Linked DNA regions of Mus musculus: region 1 is linked to region 2. Evidence: chromatin contacts called from public HiChIP or PLAC-seq data. All regions are on one chromosome and are shown on one strand. Each heading gives the region's core, a stretch centred on a gene start, on an enhancer-like site or on the middle of the called end of the contact. The rest is flanking DNA. Distances are from core to core; before and after follow the strand shown.

The links. HiChIP or PLAC-seq counts read pairs in DNA pulled down with a chosen protein or histone mark.
Region 1: a contact with region 2 is called in a FOXA1 HiChIP or PLAC-seq map of pancreatic cancer cells. The contact joins two enhancer-like sites. A contact is called at or near these places in 5 of 484 Hi-C or Micro-C datasets (B cells, the Ba/F3 cell line, CD4 T cells and 2 more) and 1 of 115 datasets of contacts at active chromatin or transcription factors (pancreatic cancer cells).

The regions. Positions count from the first base shown.
Region 1 is chr3:102,675,562-102,679,016 of GRCm38.p6, forward strand. No RefSeq gene overlaps it. Among named protein-coding and RNA genes, the nearest start is that of Gm40112, 17 kb to the right of the region's middle. Within about 2 kb of position 1,785, at least 72 of the 459 cell types and tissues checked have an H3K27ac peak or open chromatin away from gene starts, as enhancers often do. A contact at or near this core is called in pancreatic cancer cells, where this site is marked.
Region 2 is chr3:101,492,054-101,495,898 of GRCm38.p6, forward strand. No RefSeq gene overlaps it. Among named protein-coding and RNA genes, the nearest start is that of Gm40109, 14 kb to the right of the region's middle. Within about 2 kb of position 1,993, at least 63 of the 459 cell types and tissues checked have an H3K27ac peak or open chromatin away from gene starts, as enhancers often do. A contact at or near this core is called in pancreatic cancer cells, where this site is marked.

The DNA.
Region 1 (3,455 bases), core at 535-3,034, 1.2 Mb after region 2:
CAAGTGAACGGACGTTACACAGGTACTTCTTGGATATAACTAATTGACGGTATTTGTTTATGATAAGCCTTTCTCTGTGTGTGTATAACAACAGTAAGAACTGAACATAAATGTATGCATGACAGGTCTCGCAGGTGTGAATTCTCACAAGGGCGTGGCCACACTCAGCACCCTCTCACCCACAGTGCTCCAACAAGGACAAGAAACATTCCAGGTTGTCGTGGCAGATGCTGCCTTGCATATCCTCCCTGGATGGAGGTGATAGACAATGGAATGGACCAGAAGCAAAGCCCTTCAGCACATCGACAGCCTGCGAAAGGACTCTCACCACTGCCCTCATTTCCTCAGAGCTGGAGAAGAATCTAGGCCACTGAAGAACAGAGGCCCCACCATAGACTAACTGGGTAACTGAGAAATGGTTAAAACTGCCCAGCTGTTGGATGTAACCTCTATAAAATGAGAATAAGCAGGCCACCCCAAATGGTTCCAAGAGGAAACTAGAAATGTGTCTATCAATGTGCTCAGCCGAGCTTCTCCAGAAAGCCGCTTCTTCTGTTCCTCTTCAATGTTTTCTGAAGAGACTCAACCTCCCCACAGCGACCTCCCGACTCAGAATCCGGTGCTCCTGGAAAGCTGGCGTTTCAAGTATTCTGTTACCGTGTTAGACTATGTCCCCGACTTTGATTCTGAAAGCAAGGGCCCCTCTCTGATTGGAAGGCAAGTTCGACCCATGGAACTGCCCATCTGGAAGATGGCTCTGTCCTTTGAAGTAGGTTTCCAGAAGGCCCTTTTCCTCCCCCCCTTATTTACTGCAACTCATAGGGACAGTTTGTTGACAACCCCCTACCCCCAGTTCCCGAGGGTGAGGGAGGACCTTGATCCTTTAACACTTTATTCTCTAAGTGCCTGACGTCTTCTATGCAGACACACTGATGTTTAAGAGGTACATGGTTTGTTTCAGTCACTCGTCAGTTAAACTCATCCCTGTGTAAAGCAGGGGAGAGAGCACGGGGTTATGCACGTACCCGTCCTTCCTAACCCGCAGTACACCTCTGCCCCATCCATCACTGACCAGCAGCAGCTAGTAATTAGTTCTAACTAGGGGCTGAGCATCTAGTGGAGTCTATGGGACCATCTCCAAAACCACCTCCCCAACACCGTTCCTAGTTCTTCTCATCTTTACACCACTGGCTGCCAAGCTTCTCACTACCCTGTTTCCCTCCTTTGTGCACGTACACAAACACCCTCCAACACACATCCTCTCATTGGTTTTGGGCATCTCTAGTACCCAGCTTCTATCTCCACTCTCACTCTTCTACAACACTGAATTCATAGTGCCCAGCCATTGAGGAGACACTGACAGTGCCCTCCCAGACACCCTGAGCCTCTTGTCCCTCCCTCAGAGTCACCAAAGCAGAGACAGTTTACCAAGACCCTAGTTTAGAATTCATAATTTTGTGCTCTGTCTCTTAAAAAACAAACACTCCCCCAAACTGTAACACAAACTGAAGTGTTTGTTCACACAGAGTTGCAATCTGGAGAATGACGTCACAGGTGACCAGCCCCCCTGATCAACTCCTGACTCCGAAGCTCACACGCCACACCCTAGCCTCTCTTGCTGTGTTTGCTGTTGGCCGGAAGCTTCGCCATCTTCACTGCTTTCTGCAAAGACTATATTTATAGAGTAAAAGAGCTCTGAAGATGTTCAGTTCTGTGATCAGTCACTGCTGCCTCCTGTCCCAGGAACCAGCTGAATTGCTCACTGCCAAGCTGCTTGGCACACAGCACCAGCTGGCTTGTCAGCCTCAGCCCTGCAGGGAGCTGGGACAGGCAAGTCTCCTCTCCTCTTTGCATAGCAGCCCTGGGTGGATTCAGCATGAATACAGTGATATACCACCAGGGGAAAGGTGAATTGGAACATTTCTGCCTGAACAAAAAATCGGTGCTCTCTGTCGTTGAAGTCTCAGTAACAGTAAACAGGGATCTTTCACTACAGCCTCCCTGGACCCCTGAATCAGTGCCTTTGAGGTTCGACTCCCTTTGGAGCAGACACAAAAAGGCTTTCGATATCCCTGGCTTATGCAGACTTTGTAAATTGGTACAACCCGTCTAGGGGATGAAGTAGCATTCTTAGTAGAGTTGAAGATGGGCGTTCCTCTTCCAGGTGTGAATCTCAGAAGCGATGTAATCCGATCTGAGGATGCCTAACATAGAATCTGTAACAATAATGATGGAATTTAGAATGGAAGAGGAAAGGAAGGGGGGGTCAAGAGAGAAAAATGAAGAGACCTGGAACAACCAAAACATCCACCAACACAGGCGTGCACTAAAGCGTAGTGTGGTCTTATGAGGAGCTGTTGGTGGGGCTGGGGAGAAGCGCTTGCTGTCTGACCATGAGGCCTTCAAATCAGTGTGGGCCCTTGAATTCAGATCTCCAGCACCCGTGAGAAAAGCCAGGAGTGGTGGCTTATACCTATAACCTAGCCCTGGAAAAAATAAAGACACAAACATCGCTGAGGCTCATTAGCCAGCCGCATCAGCGAGCTCCAGGTTCAGTGAGAAACCTGGTTTGAAGCTACGGTGGAGAATGATGGAGGTCAATACCCAATGTCAACTCCTTACCTCCACACGTATGTACAAACACCCTGTCATGTACATAACATGTGCATGACACATATTCTACATACAAAAAAAGAATACAATGAATGAACTACAAGTGACTTATTAACACGAATAAATCTCAAAAAAATATATAGTTAAGTTTAAAGAAAGCTAAGTTGAAAAAAATGGGATTTCGGTTTTAACCACTTAAAAATAAACATACCTACTGTGTGTTGTTTGTGAATATATCACAGTGTTACAGAAGGTGACACTTCAGGGGGTAAATGGCTACAAGGTGGGAGGTTAGGGTTAGGGGAGATGGTTATAGCTGAATTTGCAACACTTTATTTCCTTAAATAAATATTTGAACTAAATCTGGTAGAATATTAACATTTGGTTAAGCTTGTGGTAAGAACATTGAGTATCGATTGCATCACTGCTGAGCTGCTGAGGTACTGTCCAGTTTAAAATATAATAGGTGTAAATAATTCTCTAAATGTTCTCCAGGCTTTTGCCTCACTCACAAAAGATAAAATGTCCAGTCTGGCCAAGTGGAAATTTACAATAAACAAAAACTAATAGGAAGGTCACCAACTCCTCCAGCCAGTTCCTGACACTGTAGCCACTCTGATCTCTGTAGCAGGGTCTCCTCCCTCCTGCTCTGGCCAGGCCTGTTGGCTCTGGCTGGGGCTGGCCTGTGGGAAATACCAGCAGAGAGACAAGCACAGGAAGAAGGAAAAGATTCCTCCCTGCTGACCTTGGAACTGGAAAAGGCTACATTTTACTACATCTCCAGTGTGTGGGACTCTCCTCCGTTCTACTGTGGTCCTCAGCTTGGTAGTGATCCCTCCTTT
Region 2 (3,845 bases), core at 743-3,242:
CTTCTAAGTCTAAGGTGAGGACAGGCCTGGAGTCCCAGCGTGGCTGTTGGGGAACTGAGCTGGGCTGTGAGGCCCGTGGGATCCACAATTGTGAGGTGGTGGCTAAACAGAGCCTCAGGTCAGAAGAGCAGGTACCAGCTAAGAGGGCAGGAGGGAGGGGAGGGGAGAGGTGGTGGAGGAGATGTTTCCTGGCCAAGGATAGGACTAATAAAGCCTCAGTAGATGGGGACAAGAGTGTCACAAGAACTAGAAGACTGACAGGCAAATACTGGAAGAATGTGGAGTAGGAGAGGGCTGAAGGTTCTGGAGAAAGGGCCTGGGAGCCTTTTGGCTTTGTTAAAGAGATGGGCCTTCAGTCTCCTAGGAATGCATGGTTACTCCCACAGGGGAGTAACAGTAAGTGATGGTTGAGATCAAGTGAGTCAATTAACATTTAACCTCTCAAATAGCTCAACGGGATAAGCTGTTCAATGCATAGGGCACAGCAGTGGACACATGGGCAGACGAAGGGGCGACAAGGGGCAACCTGGAAGGCGAAATGCTCAGAGTTCAGACCTAGACCCCATGTCAAAGCCTCCCTTGGAGGACCTCAGAGCACCAGACAGGCAACAACAGAAAGCGCTCAAGGCAGATGTTCAACAGAAAGCAAAGGGAGCCTGTGTGTCTACCACAAGCCATTGCCTTCCTTCAAATTCGTTATGGACAGAAAGGGAAACCTAGTAACTGGGAACTCCTTTCTGAGTCGGCCACACACGACCTGACACAAGTCCGCTCTTCAACAGGGGAGATTTTCAGGTCCAGAGCTGGGATTCAGAGCGACCTGGGGCATTGAGAGAGATGTGGTCCGACTGCTGCTGCTTTCTGGGTTAAATCCAGGCCTCCCTGGCCATAGCACTTAGACACATTGATCTGATGCTTGATGTTAGGCCATGGGCAAGCTGCTCAGAGCTTTGGACTCTGAGTCACATCTGAAAATTGGGAACCGTGGTGCCTGTGTCAGCACATGGGGGTTCAGCACAGCACCTGCCCCCCCCCCCCCAACCCCAGGCCAGTAGCTCTCATACAGATGATTCTCTGTGATTAAGTGCGAGGCAATCAGCAACAGGAAGTTGTGAACATTGGTCCTACAGAGTCCTTGCCTGTCAGATGAGACAGCAGCTCCTGGGCCTCGGCTACCGCTTCTGACTACTGCTGAGCACAGGGACTCAAAACAAGCGTCACCTGCTGCTTTCAGCCACGCTGACAATCCCAGTGTATACAACGTTGATAAACAATTAAAATAGTGTAGCATGGCAGCTTGGGTGGTGGTGGGTCACACCAGTTATCCCAGTACAAAGACGTAGAGGCAGGAAGATAGGGAGTTTGAAACCAGTCGAAGGCACCTAGCAAGACCCTATCTCAAACATCACCCTCTGCAGAATTGAGGACAGTAAGGTGTATCAGCAAGTTAAAGGCACTTGGCACCAAGCCTGAAGTTGATCCCTGGGACTGACTGCTTCAGGTTGTCCTCTGTCCTCCACACAAGCATGGTAGCAAACATGCATAGCCCCCAACACAAAATAAATATATAAAAGGCAATAAAAATATATTTTTCGATCTCCATAAAAATTAACCACCCCAAACTGACAACACAAAATACTTCCGGAAACAGAGCTTAGCTGGAGGCAACTGAGACAGCTTCCCATATGTCAAGTTGTTGTGGAAGGTCAAATCTGTCTGCAGACTGAACTCCAGAGCCTATGAAAGGCCACGGAGTCAGAACTGAAGGGAAAACCTGCAAACAGGCAATGCCCAATGGTAGTGTAGTTAGGCTTTGCATAACAGCCTCTTCAGGGAGCTCTGAAGAGAGCAACACCTTTTAAGTCTACTGTACTAGATGAGTTCCTTAAAGTCAAAAGACCTAGAAAAACAGTGTCCCTGTTGTCTACAGAGCCCATGGCAAGGGAGGCAATACCAGAAATGGACACTAGAGGGCTCTCTCACACAAGTGATGTGACAGCCGTTCAGGTTCTTGAGCAGCTCCTTGGCAAGCTGAGAAAGGTCTGTCCAAGCCTGGGTGGGAAGACTGCCGCGGCTTGAGCAGTCATGTGATTAACTGTTAGAGATTTACAGAAGCCACACATGGCTTGTGGTGGGCAGACTTCTGTGAGCTAGCCGCCTTTCCTATGCACAGAAAGCTCCTGGTGACATTGTCTGCTCTTTGAGATTACTCCTGAGTATCTACATCATGTACAGTTGCTTCCCGGCCCCTGTCTTCTCACAGTCAACACCGCCAGCTGCTGCCACTCTGCGGCTGGGCAGATGAGAAGCACATTCAGGCTCCAGCAACAGCTGCAGTTGTTCAGTTGTTCAGCCCTCTTCGGAGCGCTGGTGGCTGGGTTTGGTTTCCGGTTTTGCCTCTTGCTGTCTGTGTCACCTTGGGCGAGCCATCTCCTTTCTGGGCCTCAGTTTCTTCATCTGTAGAACAGTTGGTACTAATCTCAAAATGACTTCCAGTAAAAATGGAGTTGATTGGTGTCTTAGTCAGGGTTACTATTGCTATGATGAAACTCCATAACCAAAAGCAAGCTGGGGAGGAAAGGGTTTATTTGGCTTACACCTCCACATCACCATTCATCACTGAAGAATTCAGTATAGCACCTCAGACAGGGCAGGAGCCTGGAGGCCGGAGCTGATACAGAGGCAGTGCTGCTCACTGGCTTGCTCCCCATGGCTTGCTCAGCCTGCTTTCTTGTGGAACCCAGGACCACCAGGCCAGGAATGACACCACCCACAATGGGCTGAGCCTTCTCCCATTGATCAATAGCTAAGACAACGCCCTACATGCTTGGCTACAGCCCAATCTTATAAAGACGTTGTCTCAATTGCGGCTCCATGCCCTCTGATAACTAGTTCGTGTCAAGTTGGCATAAAACTACCCAGCACGAATGGGAAACACCTCTAAACAGTAATACTTTGAGTTAGTCACATTATTACTCGGAGCAGGGCTTGGCAAACATTTTCTATAAAGGGCCAGAGAGTGAATGACCTGACAATATAGAAACAGACTAGTGTGGCTGTGTTTCAATAAAACTTTATTTTAGTACAATGGACAACTTCATGGGCAGTGAGTTGTGAGATGTGTTTGGCTTAGGGGTTTTGTTTCACCAACTCTCACTGCCTGCTTTAGAAAGGTCTGTGAGCCTTCGGTGGATTCTTTGTCTAAAAGGCAATAAGAAAAACAACAGCTGTGCCTGGTGTGTGTGGTGTGTTTATAATCTCAGCTACTTGAAAAGCTGAGCCAGCCTGGTGTGATGGTGCACACCTCTAATCCCAGCACTCGGGAGGCAGAAGCAGGCAGGAGTTTGAGGCCAGCCTGGTCTACAAAGTGAGTTCCAGGACAGCTAGGGCTACACAGAGAAACCCTGTCTCGAAAAAACAACAACAACAAAAAAGCTAAGCCAAGAGGATTGCAAGTCCAAAGCTTGCCTGTCTTGAGTATAGAGTAAGTTCGAGATCAGCCTGAGTAACTTTGCTCAGAGATAGAACACTTGCCTAATATGAGGCAGGTACTTCAGACAGAAGGAAGAGGAAGAGCCGGGAGGTGGGTAGGAAGCTGCTTGGTACGGGTGAGTCTGCAAGTGACCTGCATGATGGAAGACAAAGCGGCCGGGAGGGAACACAAAGGGATACACAGGCCACAGTGACGACCTTGGATTGCCATTTGTGGGCAATGGAAACCCAATGTACGGTCTTGAACAGGAGAGAGCCGTGACTGGCCTCAGGTCTGAAAGCCACCATGCTGGACACTGGATGGAAAGTAGCCAGGCCCTGGGTTGGGTTAGCAATGGCAGCATCTGGGAAAT